Regions from separate parts of the Sus scrofa genome. Here region 2 is linked to region 1. Evidence: chromatin contacts called from public Hi-C data. All regions are on one chromosome and are shown on one strand. The core of a region is the stretch at or near the end of the contact, and the rest is flanking DNA. Distances in the headings are between cores, read along the strand shown. Region 1 has its middle 37 kb from the start of AKR1E2. Region 2 overlaps LOC102159132 (a long non-coding RNA gene).

Region 1 (4,338 bases), core at 616-3,115:
CACTGCCCTGGGGGTGCAGAGCCCATGGGACCCGGGAGGGAGGAGAAGTGGGAAGAAGGTGCCGACGTGCAGTCCCTGGCCAGCCGAGAGCCGGGAGCAGGCGGGACCCAAAACAGAGAGGAGAGAGGACTTCTTTTTTTTTCTTTTGATGGACTGGAGGAAGGTTTTTTAAGTTTATTTTTAGTTTGACATGTTCTTTTTTGTTTTATTATTATTATTTTATTAAAGTATAGTTGATTTACAATGTTTCATCAAGTTCTGTTGTACAGCAAAGTGACCCAATCACACACATTTCCCTGTTCTGTACGTTAGGGACCCACAGCCCATTCCTTCCAAATATAAGTTTTCATCCAACCCCCCCCCCCAAATGCCCATGCATCCCACTCCCTCCCCTTCTCCCCTTGGGAACCCCAAGTCTGCTCTTCTTGGCCATGATCTGTTTCTGTTTTTTGTGTTTGTTTTTTTGTTTTTGTTTTTTGGAGAGGATTATCTGAGCCATATTGTAGATTCCACAAACAAGCGATACCATATGGTATTTGTCTTTCTCTTTCTGACTTCACTTAGAATGAGTCTCTAGATCCATCCATGTTGCTGAAGATGGCATTTGTTTGTCTTTTTTATGACTGAGTAATATTCCACCATGTATATGTACTGCATGTTCTTAATCTACTCATCTGTCAATAGACATTGAGGTTGTTTCCATGTCTTGGCTATTGTGAATAGTGCTGCTATGAACACAGGGATGCGTGTATCTTTTTCAGTGAAACTTTTGTCCAGATATATGCCCAGCAGTGGAATTGCTGGATTATATGGTAGTTCTATGTTTAGTTTCCTGAGGTACCTCCATACCATTTTCTAAAAGAATTCAGTGCTCCCTGAGTGGACTCTGCCTGAGGTTTTGTGTTTTAAAAAAACGATTTATTGTTCCCCTTGTGGCTCATCAGTAAAGAACCTGACTTGTATCCATAAGGATGAGGTTCCATTCCTGGCCTCTCTCTGTGGATTAAGGATCTGGCGTTGCTGTGAGGTGTGGTGTAGGTTGCAGACATGGCTCAGATCTGGTCTTGCCGTGGCTGTGGCCTAGGCCGGCAGATGCAGCTCCTATTCGATTCCTAGCCTGGGAACTTCCATAGGCCCATATGCTATGGGTGCGGCCCTAAGAAACAAAACAAAACAAAACCCCTATTTGTTATTATATTTATTTTTAATTAAAATATGGTTGATTTACAATGTTGTACCAGTCTCTGCTGTATAGCGAAGTGGCCCAGGCATATATGTATACATACGTATATATATACATTCCCTTTCCTGTGTTATTTTCCAGCATGTTTTATCCCAAGAGTCGGGATATGGTTCCTGTCCTGTACAGTAGGACCTCATTGCTCATCCATTCTACATGTACTAGTTTTATCTGCTAACCGCAAACTCCTCCTCGCTCCCGGCTTCCCCTTGGCAACCACAAGTCTGTTCTCTTATGTAAAAGAGCACTTTTTAGAGCCGTTTTAGGTTTACAACAAAATGGAGAGGAAGGTACAAATATTTCCCATATGCCCTCGGCTTCCCAAATGCCTAGCCGCCCCCGCCATCTACATCCCCAACCAGAACTGCCTTTTCTTTTAAACCAAAGATGAGCTTACATGGACTTTTTTTTTTTTTTTAATTTACAAAGAAGAGAATAAAAACTAAGTCGATCAAAGCCTCAGGAATGAATGGCCCACGTGCACGTCACCCCTCGTTTCACGTTCCTTTCTTCTCAGTGAAAAAGCTCATTTATCAGAAGCAAAACACAACCTTAATATCCGCGTGTGGCCGGAGAATTTGTTTACATGGACCTTGTCCTACCTCCCACGTCCTGTAGATGGAGCTACATCCTCAGGCACAAGTTCCTTGTTTCCACATCTTCCAGGTTTCAGGAAAGGACATCCCTGAAAGACAGTTTTAGTGTCTGCCCTGAAGACTTTTCATTGCTTTTACCGTGGGTAGTGCTACAACGTGCAAGACTTGGTGCTAAAGAAAAAGCACGTTTTTTTTTTTTTGGTGTGTGTGGCTTTTTAGGGCTGCACCTGCGGCATATGGAGGTTCCCAGGCTGGGGTCCAATCAGAGCTGTAGCCCCTGGCCTATGCCACAGCAACGAAGGACCCAAGCTGAGACTGCGACCTACACCACAGCTCACAGGCAACACCGGATCCTTAACCCACAGAGCGAGGCCAGGGATCCAGCTGGCATCCTCTTGCCTGCTAGTTGGATTCGTTTTGGCTGAGCCACAGGAACTCCAAAACAGAACGTTTTTGAGAGGCAAGTCTTGCACCTGCTCCCCTGTCTTTGCAGGGAGCCCGTTTTAAATAACATTGGCCAACATGTTGCTGGTATTTGGTATTTCTGTGCTTTGTGAACAGTTAAACTGCAAAAGGGCCCATTATTCGGAGTCCTTTTCCACAGGTGTTTCCTGTGTCCTGGCCTCGTCCCTTGCTCCGTGTGACTGAATGACCATATATAGCCAATTGCAGTGACCTGTTGTGTTTCCCCCAGTCGGTGAGCAAACATTGCCTATCTGTGGACGGAGGGGTGCACTTTATTTCTTCCCCACGTGGTTTCCAAGGGATGTGAGAACACAATGTGTCAGGCCGACAGGAAACTCAAAAAAAGAAACAGAAAGAGAAAAGGTTTTAAAGGATCTGACTGTGTCTGTGACATGGCACCGGATCTGTTCATGGATTCCAAAACCAGGAGGAGAAACTTGGTGCTTTAAAAGGAAAAGAAAAATCCAAGCGATGTGGAAAGGACTTTGAATAGCAATATTAATCTAGAAAACATTTTTATCAAGGGAATTTGCCTATGTCTTGGATGCTTTTTAACTTACTCAACAGGGCACTGAGTGCATTTTGCTTCTTGATATAAGAAGAAAAGAACCCTTCAAGAAGTTTTTAAGATGTTTTGTTATTCTTTCCTAGTAAATCCCAAATTTGTAGGTTGAGTCGGAGGCGTCTTAAAATCCAACCAATGATTTTAATTGTAACCGAAATATCATCTTGCACGTAAGACACGGTAATCATTTAGAAGTTTGCTGACAGAGATGCTCACAGCCAAGTAAATATTTTGCTCCACATTTTTAAGTGGGCTGTTAAAAATTTTACCCCTCCAGTGTAATTTTCATTCTCTAAAGCTATAATATTTTCAATAATCAAACCTCTTTCTTTTTTTCTTTTTTTGGATTAATATGTGAATTTTCAGATTGCGTTAATTTCACGAATGGAGGAACTTTACCTTTATGTTTCAAATAGTTCTCAAAATACTGGAATAACCAATGCCATGGTTAGAATTTGGATGTATCATGTATAATGGTTTTCAGAGGTTAGAGGATTACAGGAACATACGAAGTAGTGGTTCTCAAAACAATGTCTGGGGCTGGTCCTTAAAAAAAATTAAGATAATTACATTTTCTCAAAGTTATATTTACTATTATACAGATTCCCTTGTTTTGATTTATTAGGAAGATATTCAGGGCATATTCTTTTTTACGCATTCCTCATGAGATTCCATTAAAACAAATGGCTTTCCGGTCTGTACCCCTTTCCAAGTCCGTTAGTGATTTAATATTGATTTGTGAAAGACGCTCCATTACAAAACCCTTTTCTCATTGTCTAAATTCCCTGTGTTTAGGAAGCTTTTGAGACATCCAGGAATAAGCCAATTTCCCTAATGGTAGGAGAGAATTGTATGCTGGAGACAATAAAGCCTGGTCTGTTGACTCAGGCTCGTGCACAAGTATATGATTTACTAATTAAAAAAGAAGAAAGATAATGCGAACCTTGAGGTGTATCATTTCCTGCACTGAAAAGCCAACTGCTGGCATTAGGGGTCTCTTTCCCTGAGAAGGCTGTCCACCCCGCTGTCTTGAGGATGCAGCTGGGAAACAGAGCTGATACTCCGTAGGATGGAGAAATTTAAATTGATGTTATATGCTGTGAAATTTCTGGAAAGAATCTGAACACGTAAGCCTTAGACTGGATTCCCAAATATTTAAAGAACGGCAGTTGACAGAGATTCATAAAGGCCATTGAAGACGCCATCTCTGCGTAGACAGCAAGAGCATTTTTACATTTTAAAAAAACCAGAGGCTAGCGGTGGTGGGGGAGGGAGTGGGGAGACAGCGGCTGAAGGGTACACTTTTCCAGTTGAAAGACAGTTAAGTTCTGGGGGGTCCAATATACAGCATGGCGATTCGGGTTAATAACACCAATAACACCGTATTGTGGACTTGAAAGTGACTAAGTGCGAAAATCTTAAATGTGCACACACACACACACACACACTCACACACACACACACGCCATGGC
Region 2 (4,338 bases), core at 1,276-3,775, 1.2 Mb after region 1:
TTGGTTCTGGTGACGCCCGCCTGGCCCGCAGACGGTGCCGTCTTGCCGAGCCCTCCCAGGGCGGTGAGCCAACGCGGGGTCCCTTCCTCCTCTTCTGAGGACCCCGGTCTTTGGGACCAGGGCCCCACCCTCACCACCTCATTCAAGCTGAGGAACCACCCGAGAGACCCCGTCTCCAAACGCCATCACACCAGGCTCAACAGGCAGCTTCAGGGGACACAGTTCAATCCCTAACGGGACCTGCGGGGACTCTGCCGGCCACTCGTGAACCTGTGTCTCCAGTCCTCCCGCCCCCACCCTTTCCGTGACCCTAAGACCTCTCCCCCCAGAGGAAACCTGGAAGCTCACAGGACAACCCTAACGATGACTTTGGCAGGGACGGCTCCTGGTAAAGGAGGGAAGAGTTGGCCCTCGCTGGGGGACGCACCCTGAAGACAGAGGGGCTGGAGAAGCCAGGCCAGAGCTGCCTGTGTCTTGAGCCCACCCAAGCCAGGCTGGGAGAGATGCGGCCCCGCGGCCCGATCCATGCTCTGAGGTGGTGGGACCCAGAGGCAGCGTGATGGGGTCCCCGGGGGCCCAAGCACTTTACAGGAGGGAAAACTCAGGGAATGTGAAGGTGAGTCTCACTAGGCCGCTGTGGAGGCCTGCGGTGACCTGGCACGCCTGCCGGGAGCAGGGGTCCAGAGCTCGCCCCGGCCACGCACCAGGCGAATGTGGGTCAGGACAGCTCTCCAGCCAGGCCCTCCCGCGTCTCAGCAGACGGACAGCGCGGACAGGAAGACTCAAGCAGCCCGGGACAGTCACTCCTGAAAGGAACGCTCGGGACCTCGAGAAGCCCTTGGGGTCGGCCTCGAGTTCAGCCGCCAGCCTGACCCGTTGCGGCTGCCTCGTCTGTGTTCTGCCGTCGTCCCCGTCGTGACAAGAGACAGGAACGGTTTTGTCGGACACAGAGACCCAACCTCGATGTGGGACTGGGGCCCTGTTAAGTGGGGCAGAGAACACGGAGGCGACGAGAGCCAGCCGGGGCCTGTGGGACACTGACGACGCTGCACTCGGGCCAGCGCCCGCGCGGGGCCGCTGGTGTCCGCTCGGGGCCGCTGGTGTCCGCTCGGGGGCGTCCAGGGCTGTTGAAAGCGCGCATGGGAAGATCGAGGTTTGGGCAAAGTCTGCCGCAGGGGAAGCCGTACCTGCCCCGACCCCAAGCCGGGGACGTGCTTTCTGTCTCGGGATAACGCAGGGGCTACGCCTTTTGGAAGAGCCCGGAGTGCGACGGTGCGTCGAGCGTAACCAGGTTTGACGAGGTCAGCCGCGTGAGGGTCACAGCATCGCGGCATCAGGACACAGGAGTGGCCCATGCAGGACCAGGCGTAGGAGGGCAGCGCAGACCGCGCAGCCAGGCCCCAGAGCAGCGAGCAGCGGACCGCCCCCCAGAGGCCCCCGCCACCCGCTTGTCTGGAAGGACTGCGCGGGGAGGCCCTTGGGCGCGAGCTGGGCTGCAGTGGAGCGTGAATCCGGGGCGGAGGGACTGAGACGCGAGAGGCGGGCGGATGAAGCCTCTCTACGCCCAGAGAAAGGGTGCGAGCTTGATCCCAGATGAAGCACGGGCCGTGGTTCGAGTGTCCTCTGCTGCGCGAGGTCATGAAGGATGCTCCGCGGGCCGCCCTGAGCGGGCGGGGCGTGGGGCTGCGGTGGAAGGAGAGGGGACAGGTGTTCCTGCGACGCTGGCCTGCGCCCCCGTGCGTCTGTCGCCACGACGTCCCTCTGCTCCCTCCGCGGCGCAGAGGAAAGCAAAGCAGGCCAGCGACAGCTGGGTCCCCTGCCATCACGGTAAGACCGTGTGCGACCTGCGTGACCCCATATGACCCAGGAGGTTTACAGACAGCGTCTGCCTCAGGCCCGGCTCCCGCAGCAGACGTGGGGTCCTGGTTGATCTGGATGCATCCAGGACTCCTGGCCGAGGGTCTCTTTCTTCTTCAGCAAGTTCTCAGTGTCCTCACTAATCTTTGGCTTTTCAGAGTTCCCACTGTGGCTCAGTGGGTTAGGAACCTGACTAGTATCCATGAGGACTTGGGTTCGACCCCTGGCCTCGCTCAGTGGGTGAAGGATCCAGCATTGCCGTGAGCTGTGGTGTAGGCCAGTGGCTGCAGCTCCAATTCAACCCCAGCCTGAGAACCTCCATATGCCGTGGGTGCAGCCCTAAAGAGAAAAAAAAAGTCTTTGGCTTTTCTTTCAAAGGAGTTCTAACATTCCCGCTTCCGTTTTTTCCTAACATTTCCCAGAGACGTGACGATGGCCGACGTGTAAGGAGCCGTCCTGGTCCGTCCTAGGGAGGACGGGGGGCCTCCTGTGTGGGCTCCCCCGAAGGGGAGAAGGTGTCCACCCTCTCCAGCCGTGGAAGGGCCCTGGCTCCTTGGAAGAGCTCCCCACGCCCTCTGCAGACGGCAGTGAGGTCTCCAGGCCAGTGGTGGCCCTGACCCGGCCCTCGTGGCCGTCCTGGGGGGGCGGCCGCCAGCGCAGCTCTTTCTCCTGGTCCCGCCGTGGCCGCGCGCCTGGCCTGCATTGCCGTCTTCTTTATCAGAAACAGCCTTCTTCCTCTTACCCTGTGCAATTCACACTTGAATTTCCTGGCTATTGTCTACACGCTGGTAGGTCCTTAGGGCACTGTTTTTTGTTTTTTTGTGGGTTTTTTTGTCTTTTGCCTTTTTTTTTTTTAGAGCTGCACCAGCAGTATATGGAGGTTCCTCGGCTAGGGGTCAAATTGGAGCTACAGCTGCCAGCCTACACCCCAGCCACAGCAACGCGGGATCCGAGCCGTGTCTGTGACCTACAACCACAGCTCATGGCAATGCTGGATCCTTAACCCACTGAGTGAGGCCAGGGATCAAACCTGCAACCTCATGGTTCCTAGTCAGATTTGTTTTCTGCTATGCCACGACAGGAACTCCTGGGTGTTTTGTTTTTGTTTTTTATAATAGAGAATGTGACTAAAGCTATTTGATCTCTTCTAAGAAAAATGTGGCTAGAGACAGGTGCAAAAAAAAATTGCAGCTAATTTTAGGTCAGAGTCCATTGAAGCTTGAATCATTCTTGAGATTAACAGGTTGAAACAAGGCGAGCAAATAAATTCCACACAACCAGGAGGAACGTTTTGCTGAGGAGTTTTGTTGGACTAACAGGTTACAGTAAACTGTTGCCTGGTTCTACCCCTAATTTACCCAGTTCCCAGTTTACCCAGGAGGTGTCGGGACCTCCCCACTGTCGGCAGCCGTGAGCAGTGTGGATCCAGTGTGGCGTGCTGAGGTGTGACCGTGGCTGCTGAGCCCGTGTGTTCTTTATTATATTACTACGCAGCATCTCCTGTGCATCAGGTGGGGTTGGCACCCTGCGGCAGTGCCTGCTGGATTTCCACCCACTGTCTGGTCCCATCTGATGACACGGGGCTTGCAGATGCCGCCGCCTGTGTGTTCCCTTTTCTGCTGCCACACCTCCTCATGACCACAGAGTTTTAGGTCTTCTTTTATGCCTCGAAATACTCTCAGGTGGGGAGACAAAAAGACCCTGGGGGCAAGCAGAACGGCTGGCTGGCTGGGGAAGTGAAGGGTTCCCACACTTTAATGGCTAAGAAAGAAACCGCTCGTAATATTCTAGCCCAATGCTTACCTGTCGGTTGGATCCTGACAGAGCTGAGGGCTTCGTGTGCTTTTAGGAAAAGTGTTGAAGCCTGTAGCGTCCGTGAATGATATATTTGTTTTTACCAAAACTCATCTTCCTAGGCTATTATCTTATACGTTGCTCCGTTTGGTTTCTTAATGTTCTTTCGTGTGAGCGGAAGGCTGCGGGGAGGCGTTCATCAGCAGAGAGAAAATTGGGCGGATAATCAGCTGCGTTCCTGGGGCTGCAGTCATGGGAGGGGCCTGACCTCCAGGGAGGCATCCTTCATGCTGGCTCATCTTCTTCCAGTGCCACCTCCGCCACGTGAAGGATGCCTGGGTTTTGTGCAACTCCCGCGCTCGCAGCGTCTCTGGGTCTTTACCGCGGTCAGAGGTTTCCGGACGGTCTCCCGTTCCTGCCCCCGAGACGCGTTCTCACTATTGTGCCTGACCGGGAACACAGCACAATGAACGTTTTCCAAAAAGGCAGAGACGTGGGAGATGCCTTTTCATGTCACAGACTTCTTAGTGTTCCTTTCAGGAAGTGGAGTCCAGCCAGGTGACAAGAATTCAAGGAAAGGAAATGGGTCCGGGAAGGGAGGGGAGCCTGGGGAGCAGGAGCCACGGAGGCGCCTGGCCCTCGCAGCCTCTGTCTCCCATCGGGTGGTACGTGGTCACTGCAGGCAAG

Evidence for each region. A called contact is a pair of places that touch in the nucleus more often than the background predicts.
Region 2: a Hi-C map of retroperitoneal adipose tissue shows a contact between it and region 1, with 2.8 times the contacts expected there. The contact joins two enhancer-like sites. A contact is called at or near these places in 1 of 5 promoter capture datasets (fetal skeletal muscle), 32 of 47 Hi-C or Micro-C datasets (adipose tissue, alveolar macrophages, blood and 16 more) and 2 of 2 datasets of contacts at active chromatin or transcription factors (alveolar macrophages and skeletal muscle).

The regions. Positions count from the first base shown.
Region 1 is chr10:65,728,221-65,732,558 of Sscrofa11.1, forward strand. No RefSeq gene overlaps it. Among named protein-coding and RNA genes, the nearest start is that of AKR1E2, 37 kb to the left of the region's middle. Within about 2 kb of position 1,866, at least 10 of the 83 cell types and tissues checked have an H3K27ac peak or open chromatin away from gene starts, as enhancers often do. A contact at or near this core is called in retroperitoneal adipose tissue, where this site is marked.
Region 2 is chr10:66,972,191-66,976,528 of Sscrofa11.1, forward strand. It overlaps LOC102159132 (a long non-coding RNA gene), which reads left to right. Exons shown (of 4, transcript XR_002336446.1): 4 at 3,961-4,338. Among named protein-coding and RNA genes, the nearest start is that of PITRM1, 23 kb to the right of the region's middle. Within about 2 kb of position 2,526, at least 2 of the 83 cell types and tissues checked have an H3K27ac peak or open chromatin away from gene starts, as enhancers often do. A contact at or near this core is called in retroperitoneal adipose tissue, where this site is marked.